Regions from separate parts of the Zea mays genome. Here region 2 is linked to region 1. The links are chromatin contacts, called in public Hi-C maps. All regions are on one chromosome and are shown on one strand. Each heading gives the region's core, a stretch centred on a gene start, on an enhancer-like site or on the middle of the called end of the contact. The rest is flanking DNA. Distances are from core to core; before and after follow the strand shown. Region 1 holds the start of LOC100382616. Region 2 holds the start of LOC100216595.

Region 1 (4,598 bases), core at 872-3,371:
TTCACCGGACATGTCCGGTGTGCACCGGACTGTCCGGTGAGCCAGCGGAGCAACGGCTACCTCGCGCCAACGGTCACCTGCAGAGGCATTAAATGCACGCCAGAGCGCGCAGAAGTCAGGCACGCGCGAAGTGGCGCACCGGACACTCTACAGTGCATGTCCGGTGTGCCACCGGACATCCAGGCGGGCCCAAAAGTCAGAGCTCCAACGGTCGGAACCCAACGACCTGGTGACGTGGCTGGCGCACCGGACACTGTCCGGTGTGCACCGGACTGTCCGGTGCACCATGCGACAGACAGCCCCACCAAACGGCTAGTTTGGTGGTTGGGGTTATAAATACCCCCAACCACCCCACATTCAAGTCATCCAAGTTTTCCTACTTCAACTACTTACAAGAGCTCTAGCATTCAATTCTAGACACACCCAAGTGATCAAATCCTCTCCAAATTCCACACAACGCCTTAGTGATTAGTGAGAGAGATTTGCTTGTGTTCTTTTGAGCTCTTGCGCTTGGATTGCTTCTTTTCTTTCTCAATCTTTCTTGAGATCAAACTCACTTGTAATTGAGGCAAGAGACACCAATTCTGTGGTGGTCCTTGCGGGAACTTTGTGTTCCAAGTGTTTGAGAAGAAGAAGCTCACTCGGTCCGAGGGACCGTTTGAGAGAGGGAAAGGGTTGAAAGAGACCCGGTCTTTGTGACCACCTCAACGGGGAGTAGGTTTGCAAAAACCGAACCTCGGTAAAACAAATCCGCGTGTCACACTCTTTATTTGCTTGCGATTTGTTTTGCGCCCTCTCTTGCGGACTTGATTATATTTCTAACGCTAACCCGACTTGTAGTTGTGATTAACTTCGTGAATTTCAGTTTCGCCCTATTCACCCCCTCTAGGCGACTTTCAAATTTAGGGGACGTTGCCGGAGACAGCCTGAAATGCATTTATCTAGAGCGAGTCTAGGAGATCTCTTTTGCACAACCTAGGTCAGTCAACAGAATCTTTATATTTGCATACGTATAGCAGGATAGGTGGTTGTGCACCAAACCAAACAACTTCATAATTGATATGTTATCGAGTATCTTTATATTTAAGTAGAGCCGTTTCTGACTTTTTAGAGGCTAAGGCGAAATTCGATATGGTGACCCTATCCACATATATATATATTTAACGTATAAAAAGTGTCATACTGTTTTGAAGTTTATAAAGTAATAAATATAGAAATATAACAAAAACACTTGTTACATGATATTACTAAAAATTTCTTCTAACATTTTATGATATAAAGTTATCGTTTATATCATTGAGATCAATCTCATCCAACTTCCTTTCAATATAAAGAATCACCAAACCATTTAACCTCTCTTGAGTCATTGTTGACCTTAAATTGTTCATAAAAAAATTTCTATTTAAAAAGCTTCTCTCCACCGAAGCAATCATCATGTATGTATCATAATAGAATTCAATTTGTTTTTATTAGTGGATTCATAGTGTATATGTTTCATATATGTGTCTATATTCGTCGTCATCTTAAATATAAATATAAAAAAGTAAAATCTAAAAATATTATTTTAGAACGGAAAAAATATTTAATAAGTAATTTAGACATTAGTTTAATAAATAAGTTTAACAAAAAAATGCTAGTATCTAATGGCTAGAGGCTCTCAATTTTTAGAGCCCTGAGTGCGGTTGCACCCTCCGTCTGTGCCTCCGGCGCCTCAGCACCCTTCATGTATGGCCCTGTGTTTAAGCATAAGTAAAAGGGAACATATTTGGTGCTTAAAGGGTATAGTGCTCAAGTATACATTTTAAATCTGAGACATCCATCTCACGTCCAGCGACAACAGTTAATTTGATTAAAAACCACTCTCACCAAAGGAGGAAGGTGAAAGAAGTTTTTTTGTAAAATTAGTGTTTTTGTTAGATGTTAGATGTTGGATGAACGTTCTAGATTTAAAATATGTATTTGAGCACCGTACCCTTTTGAGCATCGATATGTTCCCTAAGTAAAAACTGGCAAACACTACTTCTGGAAAAAAATCGCGTCTTGCGGGGCGGGCGCCGGCGCGCCGCGCTAGCTGCATTTTCAGCCAATTCTCATTTTGGCGGGAACATACTCTGGGTCTAGCCTGTTTGGTAATTGGTACTCGGCTCCACTCGGCGAGATTCGGGAGCGCGCTTCCAAACGCCGCCGCGATTCGGCATCCTGCTCGCGTGAGAAGCGCTCATCCGGCATTCCGGCTCCAACCGTCCATTCTCCGCCCCGCTTCGCCTTTTTTCCCGTCGCTTCCTTCTCCGCTGCTCCCGCCGCCCTTCTCCGGCAGGATTCGACGGCGGCGGCGGTCTCTGCGAGCCTCCTCTTACTTCACGGCTGCCTGGAGGGCTTCCCGAGCCGCGGCGATCTCTCACAGCTCGCCTTCCTCGTCATCCTGCACCGCTGCGGCCTCCCGCGCCGTCGAGAGTGAGCGAGTTCGGGAGCGCTACCGCTACCAAACATGGAGCTTAGCTGGAGCGGGAGCCCGTGTGAGCTGGTTGGGAGTCCTACCAAACAGGCATTCTAACCCTAATCGAGTGGTGCCTTCCCTAGCCGTCGGCTATGGACAAGTTCCTCGTGCCGGCGCCGCCTCATTGTGGCGAGGAGCCCGCGCCGCCTCCTAGGTGCTCCGCGCCCCCTCAGAACAACCCTCGATTGCCTTTTGCTTTTCGTTGCCCTCTGAAGTCTGAACCTCTTCTGGGCCGCAGGAGACACCGGTGGAGGCGCATCATCGCGGAGCTGGACGGCCGCATAGACTCCAGGTTCCAGCACAGAGATTCGCGCCTCCTTCTTGATTCCTTCACCGAGGTGCCATACTCTCGAAACAGATAGCTGATAATAGTTTTGCTTTTGGTTCTTTGTTGTTTATTTAGTTCGCCATTGTGATTTCTTAGTAGTAGGAGCTAAACAGGACCATTTGAGATTTCTTAATAGTAGGAGTTAAACAGGACGGGTAACTCTCCAGGCCAAGGTTTAATTATAGTAACCTAATCCTAGTGCAACTATCCCTTTTTAGTTTATCCTGGCCTAGAACCCCCTTTAGTTAATCCTAGCACAGCTATATGTTTCTGCTCAAAAACAAAATGTTAAATTATTTAGTGGAATATCTGCTCCTCAATGCCAAAATAGAGAATAAAGGTACTGTAATCCGGGAGAAATATCTTTATGACTTATGAGCTTCACAACTTTTGCCGACTAGCTCCTATGGTCTGTTTGTGTTAACGGTTGTGCACTGGGGACTAGGAGTTTAGAACTTTAGATATCATCTCTGGAAAATGGAAAATGGGGGACATTTTTTTGTCTGTTTTATTCTTACCTTTCAATATACATTTTCCAATCTTGTTTTTAATTTTCTCATTTAATTTTATCTTGACAAGGTTGGGGCCTTCGATCACAAGTATTACATTCATGGCGAGGAAAGGTGTCGGACATACGTAATGCTGATCCTTTGGTCCATGTTTTTCTTGTAACACTGAGCTGCAGTACTTCATACAACTGACAGGTTTATTGTGATTGCTTCTATCAGGTGGATCGAATAATTAGTGCTTCAACTATAAATTTTCATCCAGTAAGGTCAGTCTTTTTATAGCTTTTGGAGTGTTACCTTTCATGATTTATAGTGATGGCGAAAGGGCCTCTAGCGTAATGGTTAAGGCTTCCGAGTAGCACCTCCAGTTCTCGGGTTCGATTCCCCTCGGGGGCGAATTTCTGGCTTGGTTAAAAAAATCCCCTCGCTGTGCCTCGCCCTTGCCCGCTCCCAGGTTACGTCCCGCGCCTGCGCGCCACCCTCTGGCTGGGCCGTTGTAGAGTGGGCGGTGACGACCCGCTAGCGATGTGGGCCAGTGTTCAGGGATTTCTTGGCCGAGACCATGTTTCGGTCTTTAATACCGGGAGGGCGATCTTTCCCTCTCCGGCCGAGTATTTTTTTTATTTATAGTGATGTAATTGTCACCTTCCTACAGCTCCATTAATCCATTTTAACAGCTATTGTATTTGAACAGGGAGGGTGTTTCAGCAATAGAATTCGATAGAAAGGTAAAATGCATATTCGGTGCAAATATATTTTTTCTAGTTTAGCATGACTGCAAATTCCAGCTCCCTGCCTTCCATTTTGTCAGAATAAATTTGTCATACGAGTAATATCAGAGCATCCTCATTTCTGATTTTAATGGTGCAGGGAATATACATTGCATCAGTGACACTCTCAGGGTGTCTGACGGTGCATGACTTTGAGACTTTGTACTGCTCTAAATATGGCCCACCATGCAGTAAGTTAAAACTAGAACCCACATGACCTCCTTTCTAACATGCATCGTCTTCTGGTTAAAATTATTTTTCTCTAACCATAGCTTCCTATCTTCATGTGATTTGGAAACTAGGAATCAGTTTAAGAACCTGACTTTTCCTAGACAAAGAGCTACCTCTGCACCTTCTGATGATACATTCTTGTCCATGCAAATATAATTCTAATTTGTATATTCTCAAAGCACACCAAGATAGTTGAAAAAATGACACTCAGAGTGGGAGAACTAGGACTCTTTAAATCTTCATTTGCAAAGCTGTTAAAGTTT
Region 2 (4,598 bases), core at 795-3,294, 280 kb before region 1:
GCGCGTCCAGCTGCTGCCCCGCGATCGTCACGACAGCCTCGACCGCGGCGGCGCCCTCTTCCAGGGGCCGCTCTAGCCGGAGGAGAAGGAGTGCGTCTAGGCCTTGGAGGAAGGGGTGCGCCATGGATCCAGACGAGCACACGCGGAGAACCTGACCACGCGGAGGATGAGCGCGACGAGAGCTTACTGGTGAGAAGGCAGCAGGGAGTAGGGATGAAAGTGGTAATTCGAACTGTTAGAACAAATTTAATATTTTAAAATAGATATGTATAAAATTTGATGTTGATCTTTTCTTATGTTATCAAGCACATTAGTACAAATATGAATAAAATATTATATAAGTTGTTTTATATATTATTTGCTCCCTACAACACAAAAAGTTGAAAAAATTACCGAATTTATTTCCGAATCCATACCGAAGTTTATATCTATTATTTGAGAAAATATATGATGAATTTGAGGTTTACCTTTTATGAATCTTAATAAGCTGGATGTTAAAAACAAGAATATAAATTTATATTGTATATTCTATATCCTATTTATTCGCAATCAAAGAAAAAACTGATTACCGAATAAATTCCGTTTCCGACCGTTTTCATCCCTAGCAGGGAGGATGGCCGTCGTCGCTGCTTCGCGCCGCCACGCCGTCACCTGGCGCCGCCACGCTGTCACCTGGCGCCGGCGTCTCTTCGCCTCCTCCGCCGCCAGGGTTACGGATTGGACCAGGACGCCACCAGACGAGGATTAATGCCAGACAGTGGTGGAAGAAAAAGAAGTTCACACCGGGCCAATTCGAAACCAGTCCATTTCTTCCCAACCCTAAACGAACACCTTTTGGATGGACGACCCAATTCAAAACCAGGCTATTTCTTTCCCCTGGAACCAGGCCCGAAACACGCCCAACAGGCCAAAACGAACGCGACCTTAGTCCGTCTCAAATCAAATATGTTAATACTAGTTATAAATCAAATATTTTAATACTAATAATAAATGTATAGTTTAAAATTAATTATATAGATGTAGATTAATCAGCGAGACGGATTTATTAAGTTTAATTGATCTATGATTAGTAAATTTTTATTGTAGTATTATATGAGTAAATTATGTACTAATTAGGTTTGATAAGGTTATATTGTCGTTTAATCTCTATCTATATAATTAGTTGTATAATTATACTATATTTAATACTTCTAGCTAGCATCTAAACACCGAGGTAAGGATTCTAGTTATAAAACTAATTATACAAAACTAAACAATAAGACAAATCTATTAAACCTAATTAGTTCATGATTTGTTCATTTGATGTTGTAGTAATCATTTGCTAAACGTAGATTAATAAGGCTTAATAATTCATTTCATAGTTTATTTCTTCATGTGGGCAATTAGTTTTTAATTAGAATATATTTAATACTGTTAGTTGATATTCAAGTAAATGACATGACGCACACTAAACTTTATTTGATGGGGTCCAAATAAGGATATCCTGTAGTACCAATATATATATATATATATATATATATTCATCAAAAAATTATACTCTTAGGGTTACTTATATAAGTTCACGGGTATAAATTTGTTATCATACTCGCACTCGCACGGGTTACTAGTCGGGTAAACCGCAAACAACTTATGAATAAGAGTCTATGGCCCTGTTTGTTTCGGTTTCTGACAGCTTCTGGCCACCAAAAGCTGTTGCGGACTGCCAAACGCTTAGCTTTTCAACCAGCTTCTATAAAATTTGTTGGGGCAAAAACCATCCAAAATCAACATAAACACATAATCGGTTGAGTCATTGTAATAGTAGAAATCCGTCACTTTCTAGATCCTGAGCCCTATGAACAACTTTATTTTTCTCCATATGTAATCGTAATGATATTCAGATTCTCCCCCAGCTAAATTTTCAGAAAAGCTGGTCAGAAAAAAGATGAACCAAAACAGCCCCTATGAATAATGGGCTGGCCTACCTACTTACACGACCGTCTCGGCCTGGCCTGTGATGGATGATAAGCACTGCTAGGCTATCCTGGCCTATCAGGCCTACTTGGCGCGTCTCTCTCTGTCTAGCGGCCGAGTTTAACAGTTAAACCCTAGCTCACCGTCGTGCTCGCCTCCCCGCGCCTGCTCCGGTGCTCCCTTCAGGCACTGACAGTTCGCCGCCGCGGCGGCGCTTTCGAGCCCACGCGGAAGCGCACCTAGTGCCATGGCGAAGAAGCGGAAGCACACCGACGCCCAGGCAGAGACGGCCGGCGCAGAGAAGCCAGACGACTCCGCACCGGCGCGCCCGGAGCGCACGCTCTTCGGCTTCAAGGATCCGGCCCCCGACGCCGTGCCTGACTCCGCGGCCTCCAGGGCCGCGGTGGCGCCGTTTAGGAACAGGGAGAAGGTACTCATCACCTGCTCCCGCCGCATCACGTACAGGTGAGTGCTCCCTTTTTTTCCCCTCATGCAGTGTCGTGCCTCGTTTCCTGTGGTGTATGAGGATGATTCCATTCACTCGTGCGTGCTCGACGTAGGTATCGTCATCTGATGCAGGACGTGTTGTCGATGCTCCCGCACGCGAAGAAGGACAGCAAGGTCGAGTCGAAGCAGAGCAAGGGGAACGCTCTCAACGAGATGCTCGAGCTCAGGAGCTGCTCCAGTTGTCTCTTCTTCGAGGTATGGCTCTTCTACTATGCTTCCACCCCATGGTGGAAATCTTGTTACCATTGACATGGTCTTTTTTGCTTACATTTATTACAGTTCTGTTAACATTGAAAGTTTTTTCCTTCATGTATTACAGTGCCGAAAACAGAAGGATCTTTACCTTTGGATGGTGAAGTCTCCTGGAGGACCATCAGTGAAATTTCTAGTTAATGCTGGTATGAATAATACTTACACTGTGGCTGTCTTATGCACTCCAGTTTATAATTTGTATGCTTTTGTCGTGACTTAATGATTAATCACGATGTGATGATGTAGTTCACACCATGGAGGAGTTGAAGCTTACGGGTAACCATCTGAAAGGGTCACGGCCACTTCTTACATTTTCTACAAATTTTGATGAGCAACCTCATTGGAAGCTTGTGAAGGAAATTATAACTCATGTATGTAATTGTTTTCACATGTTATGCTGTACCTACATGTTGCTAATCATTTTTTAAGATGTTGATGAACTGCCCTGATCTATCCAGTTATCCAGATTTGCATGTGTCGTTTTCTCTTTGTTATAGAAACAACTTGGTTTTCTAATGATAAAAATCTAAGAGGATTTTGCAAACATACAACAGGGTCAGACTCCACCTTGCTATTTTAGCACTGGAATGTGTCAATGACAGATGGACCAAGACCCACTTGTCATTGCGACACCCTGTGGTAAAAGAGCAGACTGGTGTTTGACGCAGTGGTAAATGTCGAAATTTTCAAAAATGAAATTGTATTAGCTTTTTTGCTGGATTTTAATCCACATGCACTGAACTACTGAAGGTTATCATATGTTGGCTCTAGTTCTTTCTTTTTTGGAAACGATAAGAACATAATAACATCATGCATGCTGCTATCTAATCTTGCATTTCCACTGCACTGTATAACAAAAAGATGGGTGTATATGAAGTTAATACTGCTTATTATACTATCAAACCAACTTTTGTTGATGATGTATGTGAACTTTCATGTTCATCTGCTTATGGGACAAATAAGTTCTTACGAACTAGAAGATTCTTGCAAAACATGATCGTGAAACCATTACCTGTACTTGTGCAGATATTTGCTACTCCTAAAGATCACCGTAAAGCAAAACCTTTCCATGACCATGTATTTGTCTTCTCCATTGTGGATGGCCATGTTTGGTTTCGAAACTACCAGGTGATCTATCTCCCATTTTTCAGAATGAATTTTTATTTGGATTAGGTTCATTTTTTTTGTGCAATGCAAAGTTCATGTCTTAGCACCATTTGAATTTTAGAAACCAACTTATTTTGACAGATTTCTGTTCCCCACAATGAGATTGATAAAGTTGATAAAGGTGGTATGGATAAAATGACACTTATTGAGGTAATTGCATTGAGCTTCTATATGGATACTTTATGTGCTTCCTAGTTTTGTCTAAATAATAATTTGTGCTTGGATTGCTCTATATAGGTTGGCCCCAGGTTCTGTTTGAATCCAATCAAAATATTTGGTGGTAGTTTTGGTGGTCCTACATGGTATGAGAACCCATACTACATTTCCCCCAATCAGGTGTGATAATCCGTTGTTCTGTTGTCCTGTACTGTTCATAAGTTTGAATATATTTGTAGGTGTTAGTGCTATACTCTAAAGGCAACCCAGATAATTACTTCTCATCAAGGGCTAGTTGATACTGTGTTATTTAATCTCTTCAGTTTTAAGTTTTTAAAAAGAGTTAGAAAAAATGGGAGCAGGTGATAAAGCACAATTCCTCCCATGGAAGACAGAAACGGAACACTTAAGTCACGGTGAATCGAGTGTTGGAACTATCCAAGAACAAGATTTGAGCTGAACGTGGCACCAAGTCACCAACATCATCTTTAAGGCATTGAGAACGAGATTTGAGCTAAATTTGGCACTAACATCGTCGTTAAGGCATTGAGAATTATGCTTGC

The links. Hi-C and Micro-C count contacts between places; a contact is called where the count stands out from the background.
Region 2: a contact with region 1 is called in a Hi-C map of ear, with 1.6 times the contacts expected there. The contact joins the promoter of LOC100216595 here to the promoter of LOC100382616 in region 1. A contact is called at or near these places in 2 of 25 Hi-C or Micro-C datasets (ear and tassel).

What each region holds. Positions count from the first base shown.
Region 1 is chr5:182,813,263-182,817,860 of Zm-B73-REFERENCE-NAM-5.0, reverse strand. LOC100382616 reads left to right here and starts at 2,121. Exons shown (of 18, transcript NM_001175341.1): 1 at 2,121-2,651; 2 at 2,736-2,835; 3 at 3,405-3,461; 4 at 3,554-3,600; 5 at 4,029-4,062; 6 at 4,205-4,295. The coding sequence starts at 2,590.
Region 2 is chr5:183,093,601-183,098,198 of Zm-B73-REFERENCE-NAM-5.0, reverse strand. LOC100216595 reads left to right here and starts at 2,044. Exons shown (of 8, transcript NM_001143009.1): 1 at 2,044-2,418; 2 at 2,514-2,655; 3 at 2,780-2,858; 4 at 2,959-3,083; 5 at 3,739-3,840; 6 at 3,961-4,029; 7 at 4,117-4,215. The coding sequence starts at 2,201.